Regions from separate parts of the Sus scrofa genome. Here region 1 is linked to region 2. A link is a contact called in public Hi-C data. All regions are on one chromosome and are shown on one strand. Each heading gives the region's core, a stretch centred on a gene start, on an enhancer-like site or on the middle of the called end of the contact. The rest is flanking DNA. Distances are from core to core; before and after follow the strand shown. Region 1 overlaps PSD3 (PH and SEC7 domain-containing protein 3). Region 2 overlaps PSD3 (PH and SEC7 domain-containing protein 3).

Evidence for each region. Hi-C and Micro-C count contacts between places; a contact is called where the count stands out from the background.
Region 1: a contact with region 2 is called in a Hi-C map of liver, with 3 times the contacts expected there. The contact joins two enhancer-like sites. A contact is called at or near these places in 13 of 47 Hi-C or Micro-C datasets (alveolar macrophages, embryonic fibroblasts, epiblast stem cells and 6 more) and 1 of 2 datasets of contacts at active chromatin or transcription factors (skeletal muscle).

The regions. Positions count from the first base shown.
Region 1 is chr17:12,898,569-12,904,870 of Sscrofa11.1, forward strand. The region is part of intron 4 of PSD3 (PH and SEC7 domain-containing protein 3); the gene reads left to right. Among named protein-coding and RNA genes, the nearest start is that of PSD3, 260 kb to the left of the region's middle. Within about 2 kb of position 3,388, at least 3 of the 83 cell types and tissues checked have an H3K27ac peak or open chromatin away from gene starts, as enhancers often do. A contact at or near this core is called in liver, where this site is marked.
Region 2 is chr17:12,825,831-12,831,823 of Sscrofa11.1, forward strand. All of the region lies in intron 3 of PSD3 (PH and SEC7 domain-containing protein 3), which reads left to right. Among named protein-coding and RNA genes, the nearest start is that of PSD3, 180 kb to the left of the region's middle. Within about 2 kb of position 3,256, at least 1 of the 83 cell types and tissues checked has an H3K27ac peak or open chromatin away from gene starts, as enhancers often do. A contact at or near this core is called in liver, where this site is marked.

The DNA of each region.
Region 1 (6,302 bases), core at 2,138-4,637, 73 kb after region 2:
CCATTCCACAACTTCTTATTCCATTTTATGGACAGGCCACATTGTATCTATCTGTTCATCATCTGAGGGACATTTGGGCTGCTTCCACTTTTTGGCTACTGTGATAATACTTTGATGAACATTCATGTACAGGTTTTTATGTGGAGGTATGTTTTCATATCTCTTAGTTATGTACCTAGAAGTAGAATTGCTGGATCATATGGTGATTCTATATTAAACCTTTTGAGAAACTCTTAAATTGTTTTCCATGGTGGCTGTACAATTACATTCCCTACCAGGGTATGAGGGTTCTGATTTTCCACATTCTTTCAACACTTATTATCTACTTTGTAACTATCCAAGTGGATGTTAGGTGGATTCTTATTATGGTTTTGTTTTGCATTTCCTTAACAGTTAGTGATATTGAGCATCTTTTCATGTGCTTATTGTCTTTTTTATATCTTCTTTGGAGAAAATTCAGCTTTGGGAGAAATTCAGATCTTTTGCTCAGTTTTTAATTGCTTTGTCTTTTTATAATTGAGAAGTATGAATTATTTATATATTCTCTATACAGATCCCTTATCAGATATATTATTATTGTTATTATTTTGCTTTTTAGGACCGTACCTAGGACGTATGGACATTCCCAGGCTAGGGGTCCAGTTGGAACTGCAGCTGCCAGCCTATACCACAGCCACAGCAGTGCCTTATCTGAGCCACATCCTCGACCTGTGCTACAGCTCATGGCAATGCTTGATCCTTAACCCACTGAGTGAGGCCAGGGATTGAACCTGCATCCTCATGGATACTAGTTGGGTTTGTAACTGCTGAGCCACAACGGAAACTCCAGATATATTATTTGGAAATACTTTCATTGTGTGGGTTGTCTTCATTTCTTGGTAGTGTCATTTATAGCACAACAATTTTGAATTTTGATCAAGTTTAATTTCTCTGTTTCTTATTTTGTTGCTTATGCTTTTGGTATCTATTGTCTAATCCAAGGTGAAGAAGCTTTACTTCCTGATTTCCTTCTAAGTTTTATGCTTCTAACTCTTACATTTAGTCTGTGAGCCATTTAGAGTTGTTTTATTTTTGCTTATTGTGTGAAGAAGCTGAATAATTCTACTGATAGTGTTGAGTAAAGGTAGAGCATCTTACGGATCCGAGTGGACCCCTCACTGTACACACAGGATTCCCGGGAGCAAGGTGCAAGGAAATAGCGTTGCCGCCTAACCCTGCTCACCCCTACCCTCATCTTTGCATCTGGCCTCAGGACCCAGGAATGCTAGGAAGCATTGCTTTAGGGAAAATGTAGGCTGGTATAGAAAACCACAGACTTATGAAGCAAAGTAACAAATGACAAATCCACTAATTCAGGGTCTTCTGTTGAGCTATTTTCTTGTCTCCACCACAGACACAAATGTGTTTATAATTCTATGTCTAGTCCTTTAGTAAGTCCTCTATCTTTGGCACATTTTATTTAGGTTCCTCCTTCCTTCCCACTTCCCAGCCTCCCTCCTACGCCTTATGGAAAGCAGGAAATGATTTTACGGTATGATATACAAGTGTATGGCTAGACCACATGAAACTGGCCAACTGTCCTCTTAATAGGCAGTAATATTTAGTGGTCTGCTTGGGCCTGGCCGTGGGGCCTGACTTTTTCCTTGGCTAGGGTTTTTGGTACACTGCTAAATCGTGCCTCCCTCTTACCCTGCCTTGGTCCGCATATCTGCACCCTATTCTGGAGCTTCAGCTACTTCCCTGAATCTGCCTGGTGTTTTAGATACTGAGAAGCTAAGGATTGTTGCAAACATCAATCTGGAGGGCAAGCCGAAAGTTTATTGTACTCCATATAAAGATTTTAATTTTGCCCAGGAGATCAATTTTTTGGAACTAATATTCAGTGTGTGTGTGTGTGTGTGTGTGTGTGTGTGTGCGTGCGCATGTGTGCGCACCCGCGTGTGCTTAAAGCAGCTAATGAAAACTGTGGAGCAGGATTTGACTTTTTTTTGAGAGTGAAATCAGATCAGCTTTGGAACAGCATTGGAACAGTGCATCTCAATCAGAATGGAGAGGTTTTATCTCCAGAAACTTGCAGCACCAAATGTAGTTGAGGTCAGACTTTTAAAATGTACTTACTAGCTACTGAGGATTCATTTAAGATTTTCCTCTTTTTATGTGCAGAGCTAGCCTTTCTTGATTACGGAACCCTGTGAGAGCTATGAGAATGTTTAGAGTAAATTTGTGAACAAAAGTTTTCATTGAGAAGGGGTAGGGACCCCTTTAGAAAGTATACTTTCAGCAGGGCTTCCCTTTACCTTTCTTTCTTTCTTTTCTTTTTTTTGTTTTTTTAGTCTTTCTTAGATCAACCATCCAAGCTTAAGTTTCCTTTTATTTTGTAAAGGAGAGCTCATATACTGGCAGCTTTCACTCATGTTTTTTTTGGCTTAGCCAATGTTTAATGAAAAATCGAGCTAACTTTAAAAAATTGGGAGATTCCATTTAAAAATCCAGACTTCAAGCTTCTGTTGGAAAACCTGGGGTGCACTGCCAAGTGGGTGTTGCTGCTGGCCCTGGGGAACAGTGGCCCCTTTAGAACTGAGCTTTTCCAGTCTGCACCTTGTCTCCCGCTTTACCTGTTACCTCCTGAAGCTTGTAGGCCTTTCTTTGGGGCCCAGGGTCTGTGCCATACTAGTTACTGTGTGGCTTGTTACTTCATCATGTTTTCCATTAGTGGTTCTCGTCATGTCCTGCTTTGCAACCCTGACTAGCATCCAGAGGGGGAACATACTGTGAAGTTAATGCATGGATGTCTCCAAGGCTTCAAGAGGCCCGTGTTTTTTCCTTCTTTCTCTTAAATAGAGCATCCCCAATTTTGTTAAGTTTTAGGAGCCACAGAACTGGATCTGCCCCTGCTGGCATGAGAACCACCTGCCAACTTTTTGGAAGAATAAAGACTTGTGGGCCCAGCCTTCTCCAGGCTTCTGCAGTCAGAGTCTGTGGGAGAGGGACCCAAGCAACTCCCAGTTCCTAAGCGGCTCCCCAGAGGATGACTATGATGCACATATAGGCTTAAGAACTACTGTAGTTAAAAAGGTAATGACGGGAGCTGTTTGTAAACTGTTTTAACACTAACAAGATTCATTGTAGGGACCTTCAGTACATACGAACTGTAGTTTGATGTATTTTACCGACATTCAGAGCCACTCCCAAGTGAAGATAATCAGAAAAGTGAGAGGACATCTCAAATTAAAATTGTAATGGTGATAGGAAAACATGATTTGCTTATAAAAAAAAGTAGCATGTGTTAGTTTTTCAGGAGTTTATGAGGTTTCCTCTACCTGTGGTGTTTGTCCATTCATGTAGAATTTCATCAGCAGTTTCTGTTTTCTGAATACTCATGTAAATATTTGCTTTGGAAAGCATTATTGAGTGGTGGAATGAGGCAGAGATTCTGGAGAGATTGTAATGAGCACGAGGGAAAATGGTATTGCAGCCTGATACAAGTGTCTCTGCTCTGCTTGGGGAGGTGGAATGGTTGTTTTTGGCAACCTGTGAGGATGTTTTTAATTGTTACAGTGATTGGGGGGTGAGGCCTGGTGATTGGGAGTGAGGCCCAGTTCCTGGCCTTTAATGGGCAAGTGCCTGGGAAGCAGGGCGTCCTGTGGTGCTTGGTGGGGCTGCAGGAGGGGCGTTGTCCCATGTGCTCACGATCCTGAGTGTCCTGGTGCACGTTCTTACAGGGAAAACTCCTTTCTAACACTCTGGACTTGGAATGTGTCAACAATATGTTTTTCTACACGGTTTTAAATATCAGTGAATTGTTTAGGGCTATCACTTCCATGTGAATCAAAAGAAGATTTTACTTCATTTTGTTTGGAAATCTACTAGAAATTGTTTACAGTTCCAAAATATCATGTCCCAAAAAGGTAATGGCTGTGCTGTTGTCACTTCAGCACACTTGCAGTCTATGCATGAGTCTGGCTTTCAGGGTGGGGCTGCACGTAGGTGTAAGCAAGTACGTGAAGAGCTTTTTAATTTCTTTTTGTGTGATACTTAGTAAACCATTGAATGTACACCTTTTGTAAATCTTGACTTGGATTGTTTTGACTTTTAGCTTTGAATTTCACTTCAGGGTAATTAAGGGGGCATTGCAAAATATTTGTTGTGGAAATGTATTTTTGCTCTTAAAGAGTTGAGAGCAATGGCTCTTAAACAGGTGCACACCAGATTGCCCTGGGTAAGTTTTGAAACTGATCATTGTGAACCTCCCCTGGAAATACTAATTCAGTAGTTTTCTAGAAAATCCTAGGAACTCTGCAAACCTTTCCCACTTCATGGCATTCTGGGAAAATGATATTTTTCGGGTTGCACGCTGGGGTGAATGAAGGCAGCTGCTTCAGGCTACAGGGAACCCTGTCTGGGGATTCCTACTACCCAGCCCCGTCCTGCCCTGCCGTGTTAGCAGGGGTGTGTTGACATGGAAGCTTGGAATGGTTATTAAAAATTCAGGTTCTTCCTTCCCAATGTATAGGTATCAAATCCTCACCTTGTACACTTTCAATTCTGACAATTTTTTTTTTTGTCACTTTACCTCAATAAAGCTGAAAAAAACAATCTGGCTCCTTGGTGTGTGACCCCAAAATCTAACCTCGGGTTGGGCTCCCCAGAGGATTCAGGGAGTCAGCAGTCTGCTCATAGGGGTAGGTGCCATGGCCCTGCCAGGTGACAGACACAGAGACCAGGAAAGGCTGGCTGCTTTCTGAGGCCTGTGAGGTGAAGTATGCAGAGAAAGGCAGCTCCCTCTCCCTCTGGAGTTCAGTGGCCCTCTTGTCATCAGTGAGCAGACACTGCTGAGAAGCCCAGGAAGACCCCCTCCCCCTTTCTCACATTCTGAGGAGCTGAGCGCGTTGACAGAGAGACAGGAACAGCCCCGCTGTCCTGCCCTCAGATGGCAGGAAGAAAGGGGCCGGGCTAACATGATGTGACAGATACAACCTCATTTTTTAGGGAAGGGGAGAGAGAAAATTAAGGATGATCTTTAGCTTGATTTCAGAGGATTGTGGAAGTACCTGGGGAGCAGGGAGTCCTCCCCAGATGTGAGCTGGCGCTGGCAGGGAGGTGAGGCTGAGCTGATGCCTTCAGAGTTGAGGGGCTTTGGTGGGTTAGAGCTGAAGGTTGTCTGGGGTGGCTGGAAACCCATGCGTTATTCACATTATTAATAGTCTCTAAACGGATGTTGTTGGAGCACAGGTGGAGAAATGCTGATGCACTAGCAACGGGCCTGGCAAAGGATCTAGAGGCCTGGGTTTTCATTTCTGTCAGGTATCAGATGATCGGGTCAAAACATCCTTTGAGACAAGTGAAGGCACTCCTGAGAGTATTTACTTTTTTAACATAACAGCCAATACCTGTAGTGGCGAGGCTGGGAGGTAGGAGATACAGCACAGTCTCACTGCGCAGGCTGGCTGGGGAAACAGACAAACAGTGTGATGTTTCTAACATTACATGATTCCTGCTGTAGTAGAAATAAAAACAGGGAGCTTTGGGAGGAAAGCTTCCTAGGAGAGGTGGTTATCTGAGCAGAGCTTCCGAGGCTCGGGTGGAACTGGTCTGGGAAGACAGATGCTTCACGCAGTGGACGAAGCATAGGTAAAGCTGTGGTGCTGTGAAAACCATGGCTTGTTCAGAGCAACTGGTGTCAATGGGGCAGGCAAGGACCAGGCTGTCAGTATGTTAGGTGCCATACTAAAGAGTATGTCTTTGGAGTTCCCGTCGTGGCGCAGTGGTTAAGGAATCTGACTAGGAACCATGGGGTTGTGGGTTCGATCCCTGCCCTTGCTCAGTGGGTTAATGATCCGGCGTTGCCGTGAGCTGTGGTGTAGATCCCGCGTTGCTGTGGCTCTGGCGTAGGCCAGTGGCTACGTTCCGACTGGACTCCTGGCCTGGGAACCTCCATATGCCACGGGAGCGACCCGAGAAATGGCAAAAAGACCAAAAAAAAAGTATGTCTTTTATTGGACTTTTTAAAATGATAGGTTGATTCTTTATATTTGGGATTTAGGGAATCAGTCTGAAAACAGTGCAGAGACTGGATTGCATTTGTAGACAGGTGAGATAGGAGGCAGTGTACCTTGTTAGGAAGGCATGTGTGCCCCCTGCCACACACACACACACACACCTGTGGCTTAAATGAAGCATGTAACTGGCTGCGAGGTACCTGCTAGAAACATAATCTTTAACCATGCGCCCAGCTAAAAATTGGGGGTTCTCTTAGTGGGGGTAGGGGTGGGCAATGGGTCAGACCACCCGTGTGTCTGCCA
Region 2 (5,993 bases), core at 2,006-4,505:
ATTTTAAGTTTAAGTTTGTCCGCGGTCTTTTGCTGGGACTTGTAGCAAATGATGCTCAGAGGTTTAAAACAGGTACCGCTTAGAGAGCGTGGGTTTAATGTGGTCGGAGGCCTTGATGGCAGACGCTCCTCGGAGGAGGTGGTGGGCGCGACGATTTCATTTCCCACAGACCTTGCGGATCCTTGTTTCCACGCGGGAATAACTCTTGAGTGGGTCCAGATGTTGGTGTAGGGAAGAGGGGTTCTGGAACATTTCTCTCTGGAATTCTGGGAGCAAACTGTAATAGAATAGCTGCAAAGGATTTTGCAGAGCCCCGGAGCTAGGTGATTGTCACAGGCTCTCTGCTGTCCAGGAGGCTGCTTTCTAGGAGGAGCGGCGAGCATGGATGTGATGGAGGAACCCCGAGGAGGGAGGAACCCCCAAGGGCCTGGACCTCCTCTGCAACGAAGTTGAACTGGACCTTGAATAGGAGGCTGGGGTGGCTGTCAGTGTGGGGGGGTGGGGGGTGGGGGGTGGGGGAGGTTGCTCCCTGCTAAAGGAAAGGAAATACACTTTCTTGGTAGCTTCTTCCAAAAAATACTTTACCATCCTTCCCAAGAGTATTTCCAGATCAAGAGGTACTCTTCTAAAAAGTCATGAAATTCTCTTCACTTAAAAATGCAACATGCTCAACAGAAACAGCAAAACAAAGCAAAATAAATGGACACCTTCCCACACAATTCTTAGTGGCTTGATGCATGTCGTTCTACAGCTTTATGTATTCATGCACAAATCAGATCATAAACCTATGAGTTTGTCTTGTTTGTCAGATATTTCATTAATATACACTTTTGGTACTCAAAGGAGCAGAGTGGTACTGTGGAAAGTAATTAGACTAGTAGGTAGGATACCTGGCTTGTAGGTTTTGTCACTGGCTGAATTTTTGCCACTGCCTTGGGCACATCATTTAACTTCTGTATGATAAGCAGATTGAGTAGATAGATGCTCTCTCAGGGCCTTCCAGCCCCAGCATTTTATGGTTTCAAGCCTAAACATGTATATGCTCTCCTTATTCAGTGATGTATTCTCAACTTGACCTTCTGTCTCTTAGTTCGTATGTTCTGTGTACGGTTCAGCACTTTTATCCTGGCCATTAGTTGGGCCAGGCTGAAGCTGTAAGGCTGAAATAACCTTATTTTAAGATGAAATTCCACGGTTGAATGTTGTGTTTAAAAATGCGAGTGTAAGAAGCTTGATTTGCAAATCTCAATGAGTGTTGGCTTGAAAAAAGGTTTTGTTGGCACTGTTCATTCGTGACCAAAGAATAATACATGCTTTACTGTGTACATTGTATTGAGGTTCAATTTTGCTTTTAATTAAATAGTAGCAATTTAAAAAATGAGATACCTTGGGAATCCTTTTCAGCTAATAAATCTTGGGAATTTAATAAAAATAATATGACAGTAAATTATCTCACTGAAAAAGGAAAATTCAGAGATACTTTCCATCAACAACTCTTTGCTTTCTAAAACCTTGTTTTTTTTTTTTTTTTTCTTTTTTTTTTTTTGTCTTTGCTGTTTCTTTGGGCCGCTCCGGCGGCATATGGAGGTTCCCAGGCTAGGGGTCCAATCGGAGCTGTAGCCACCAGCCTACGCCAGAGCCACAGCAACGCAGGATCCGAGCCGCGTCTGCAACCTACACCACAGCTCACGGCAACGCCGGATCCTTAACCCACTGAGCAAGGGCAGGGACCGAACCCACAACCTCATGGTTCCTAGTCGGATTCGTTAACCACTGCGCCACGACGGGAACTCCTAAAACCTTGGTTTTTATCTTATTTGTTTGCTGACCCTGTGGAAGATATGAGTGAGATTTAGCCTGGCATTGCATTAAAAAAAAAAACATGTCCAAGGCATTACTCTTTTTAGAGGTGACTTTTTTCTTTAGAAATTCTCGGTCATCTGTTATATATTATTCATAAACTAAGACACCAGTGTGGTAATAGATTAATTTCAGTCTTGGTTAAGAAATGCTGAGGCAAAAAGAACCATGTGAATGTTGAAATATGTATGTGCTTTGGCCTTCAGTCTGGTTTGTTTGAGGTTTACCTGAGGTAATTTGTCATTTAGCAATTATGAAAAGAGCATTTCTTTGTGCTTGGGCTGGATTAGGAGATCATTCTCAGTTTTTAGAAATGGATTCAGACATGGTTGAGGTTTAGGCAGTCCGAGACCTAATCTGGTGCTCAGTAGGTGACCAGTGGCCTCTTACCTGAGCACGTGACTCAGGCTCGCAAACAGTTGGTGTTCCAGTCTCTCCTCAAGTCACTGCTCCTTTGACAGTTCTCAGAATTTAGGCACCGAAGTCCTTTTCTTTGCTAAGAGTGGAGGCATTTCCACCTTGAGTACTGCGTTTTAGCTCTTCTCTAGATCTCTCCCTGCCTTAGTTTAGGGAAGGGCAGGATCCAGGTGAAATTCCCCAGAGCCTTTGTTCAGTGTCCCTGTCTGGGCAGCTTGTGTGATTTGTGATATTGTTGGCAGATTCAGAGATTTGCTGGCAAAAATTAAGCAGTGACATTATTTTTTGAGAATGTGTCCCTTTGTACCTTTTCTGTGTATCTTCTGAGTTATAAAACCATCTTTTGGAGTTCCCATCGTGGCTCAGTGGTTAATGAATCTGACTGGGAACCATGAGGTTGCGGGTTCCATCCCTGGCTTTGCTTGGTGGGTTAAGGATCTGGCGTTGCCGTGATTGTGGCGTAGGTCACAGACGCGGCTTGGATCCCACGTTGCTGTGGCTATGGCATAGGTCGGCGGCTACAGCTCCGATTCGACCCCTAGCCTGGGAACCTCCATATGCTGAGGGAGCGGCCCTAGAAAAGGCAAAAAAAAAAAAAGACAAAAAAAAAAAAAATAACCCCAAAAAACCAGCAATAAGACTATCTTCCAAAGACTCTTTCCATACACTCTGGTTTAATGTTAGTTGTAGTGGCTACAATGGCAGTGTCAACCCCTCTTGCAGTTGACAGTGGGAAAAAGGATAGGTTGCAGCATGTAGTTAACACGTTATTCTTAGGCCCATTTACCAAATTTCCATGCTTCCTTTGAAAATAAGGTGTAACTCCTAACATTAATAATGAATCTTTGCTTCAGCTCTCTTATTTATATAAAATAGGATATGCCGCTGCAGTCTTTGTTTTCCACTGTGCCCAGAAGGTCAACATACTGGGGCCCCGGCGGTGCCCTGGTGCCGAGTGGGCAGGACTTTGTTGACACTGTAGGCACAGAGGTGGCCAGGCATTTCTGTCTTGCCTGTGGTGTGAGGGAGTCACCAGCCGCTCTCCCCTCCCTCCTGGTGAGTGCCAGGCCTTGACCACTGCTAGCCATCATTTCTTGGGGCGTCTTTAACTGTGAACAACCATCTAGTTTGAAACTCCCTCTTTTCTGGTCATAGCTCAGTGAGATGAATCAGAATAATTTGTACACATTTTGGAAAGTTTGTTCTTGGGGTAAGGGTAAGTGGTAATGTGAACATTTTGACCTGAGCCTGGGGCTCTTTTCGTACATGGTAGCTCTGTGTGGGTTCTCTGGGAAGCAGCAGTTTCCTTCAAGTTTCACATTATGACCTAACCTTTGGAAAATGCTTATTTTATGTGATATTTTAAAGCATGATGCATTGTTACAGTCACGGCTAATATTTATTGGGGCCCTATTGTGTGTTCTAACACAGGTTACTTCTAGTCTCCCTGACAACCCCACGGGGTCGATACTGTCATTATCTCCATTCTTACGTTTAGAGAGGTTAAATAACACAACTAATAAGTGGCAGAGGTGAGATTTAAACTTGGCCGTTTGGTGTTCTTAACCATCATTCTGCTCTTCTGTGCTCAAAAGTTAGCATTGTGTGTTGCCGAAACTGAGCTGTTTGGCTCTCATATTTAGATTCTCTGGGTCTTGGAATCTGAAATTGGATGACTTATTCATCGGCAGCCATTATTTTATATATCTCTTGGCTTAAATAGTGGGACCAGGATTTTTGTTTGGCTCAAGAGATGGAAATTGTGTATTTTTTCTTTCAAAAACACATGTAATGTCTAAGGGGATTATGTAGGGAGTTCTATACGGTTATAAGTAATTAATTGGAATTCAAAATAAAGCAGAATGTAAAGCTTACCTATTTAACTTCTAGTTACATCACCTGATAGAAGTGACCTAGAGTTTTCTGTAATGGTAAGTATTGACACGGAGAAGTCTGCTTTTCCTTGCTTTTTTCTTCATCTTGAGCTGGGACCGAGTTTGTTGAGAAAGGGGTCTGAGACAATAGGAGAATGGGGAGTGAGCTGGGGGCATTAAGAGGATCATGTGGCAGCTGCTCCCTGTTTCTCTTGCCTTCTGTTCCCAGACCTTGGCTAAGAAAAAGTGAATTATAGAAACAGAACAGCTTGGTTCTTCCTATGGCTCTTCTGTCTGTGGACAAGGAAAGTAGAAAAAATTAAATAGAAGCAGCTGTAGTTTCTTTTGTTTGGGCTTTGTCTGATTATTGGTTAAGGGCCAGTAGAACTGCTTTTATCTGCATATGAACACTTACAGGCTTTTTTTGAATTGTGTTTTTCAACAGTTCTTACTTTCCAAGAAGTTATTTGATAGGCATGATAGTATAGATTGAGTCAGAAGACACTGAGGGATGGGGACGTCTGGGTGTAAGAGGCAGTGGCACAGGCAGTGTAATCGGATGATGCTGCCGCTGTGATTATACTATTTTCTAGCAAAATTATATTGGGAAAATACTGAGAAATGGCAGCAGGCTGTGTAATCTTCTAGGGCAGTCTCCAGACCTTACCTCTGTGTCTCTAAAAGCTATAATTAGGGTGTGTTTGAAGCAATTATGTTTCTTTGGGTCTGAAACTTTTCCACTTGGATATCAGATTTCCTTTTGGGGAGTTCCTGTTGTGGCAAAGTGGAAACGAATCCAGCTAGTATCCTTGAGGGTGTGGGTTCCATCCCTGGCCTCACTCAGTGGGTTGGGGATCTGCTGTTGCCATGAGCTGTGGTGCAGGTTGCAGACATGGTTTGGATCCCACGTGGCTGTGGCTTGGGCTGGCAGCTGTAGCTCTCATTTGACCCCTATCCTGGGAACTTCCTTCCATATGCCCCAGGTGCAGCCCTAAAAAAAAAAAAGGTTACTTTTGGGCAGATGTTTATGTTTTTGAGCTTCATCAGCTTCATTTCTATTGGTTCCAGAGGGTCCATGAGCTGCCTATGCCATCTGCTGATGCTTCTTTCTCCCTATAAAAGTCTTCCATGTAGAAAACAAATCCTTTTGCTTTCCAAGAGCATCCGAAAATATATCAGGGCAGAAACAGATGTATAGACATTAATATGCTATTCATTCATTCATTTGGCAAATATTAAGTACTTATGTGCCAAGCTGTATGTTGGGCTCCAAAAAGCTTTGTCCACTTACCACTAAGAAAACCTTCCAGGAACATGTAGAGGCAGTGTGGTCATATTTCTGAATATCAGACCTCACAATCTGTAAATGCAGAAACTCCGTATTTAAGAACTCTTTCATAGAATACTTTCATAGAATCAGTGAGTTGCTCTCCAAATCAGTATTGTTCAATAGAGCTTTCTGCTGTGATGGAAATGTTTTCTCTCTGTGCTAGTATGGCAGTCAGTAGCAGCATGTAGCTATTGAGAGCAGTTGAAATGTTACCAGTGAGAGTTAGGAACTGAGTTTTAAATTTTATTTAATTTTGGTGAATTTAGGTAGCCTCATATGGCTAGTGACTAATATGTTGGACAGCAGAACTCTAGAGCAGAAATGGCATTGGTTGTCCTGAGCAGTCATTTCCCACTTGACAGTCTGGTTGCTTATGGTCTGTTTACCCACTGGGCTTAAGTTTTTGGCTTTCTTCATGTTTATCCCACCATGTCTGAGAGTATATGGAGGCAATGGGATTTTAATGGAGATGAAAATGGAGATAGAACCACTGAAAGTGATGAGAAGAAAAA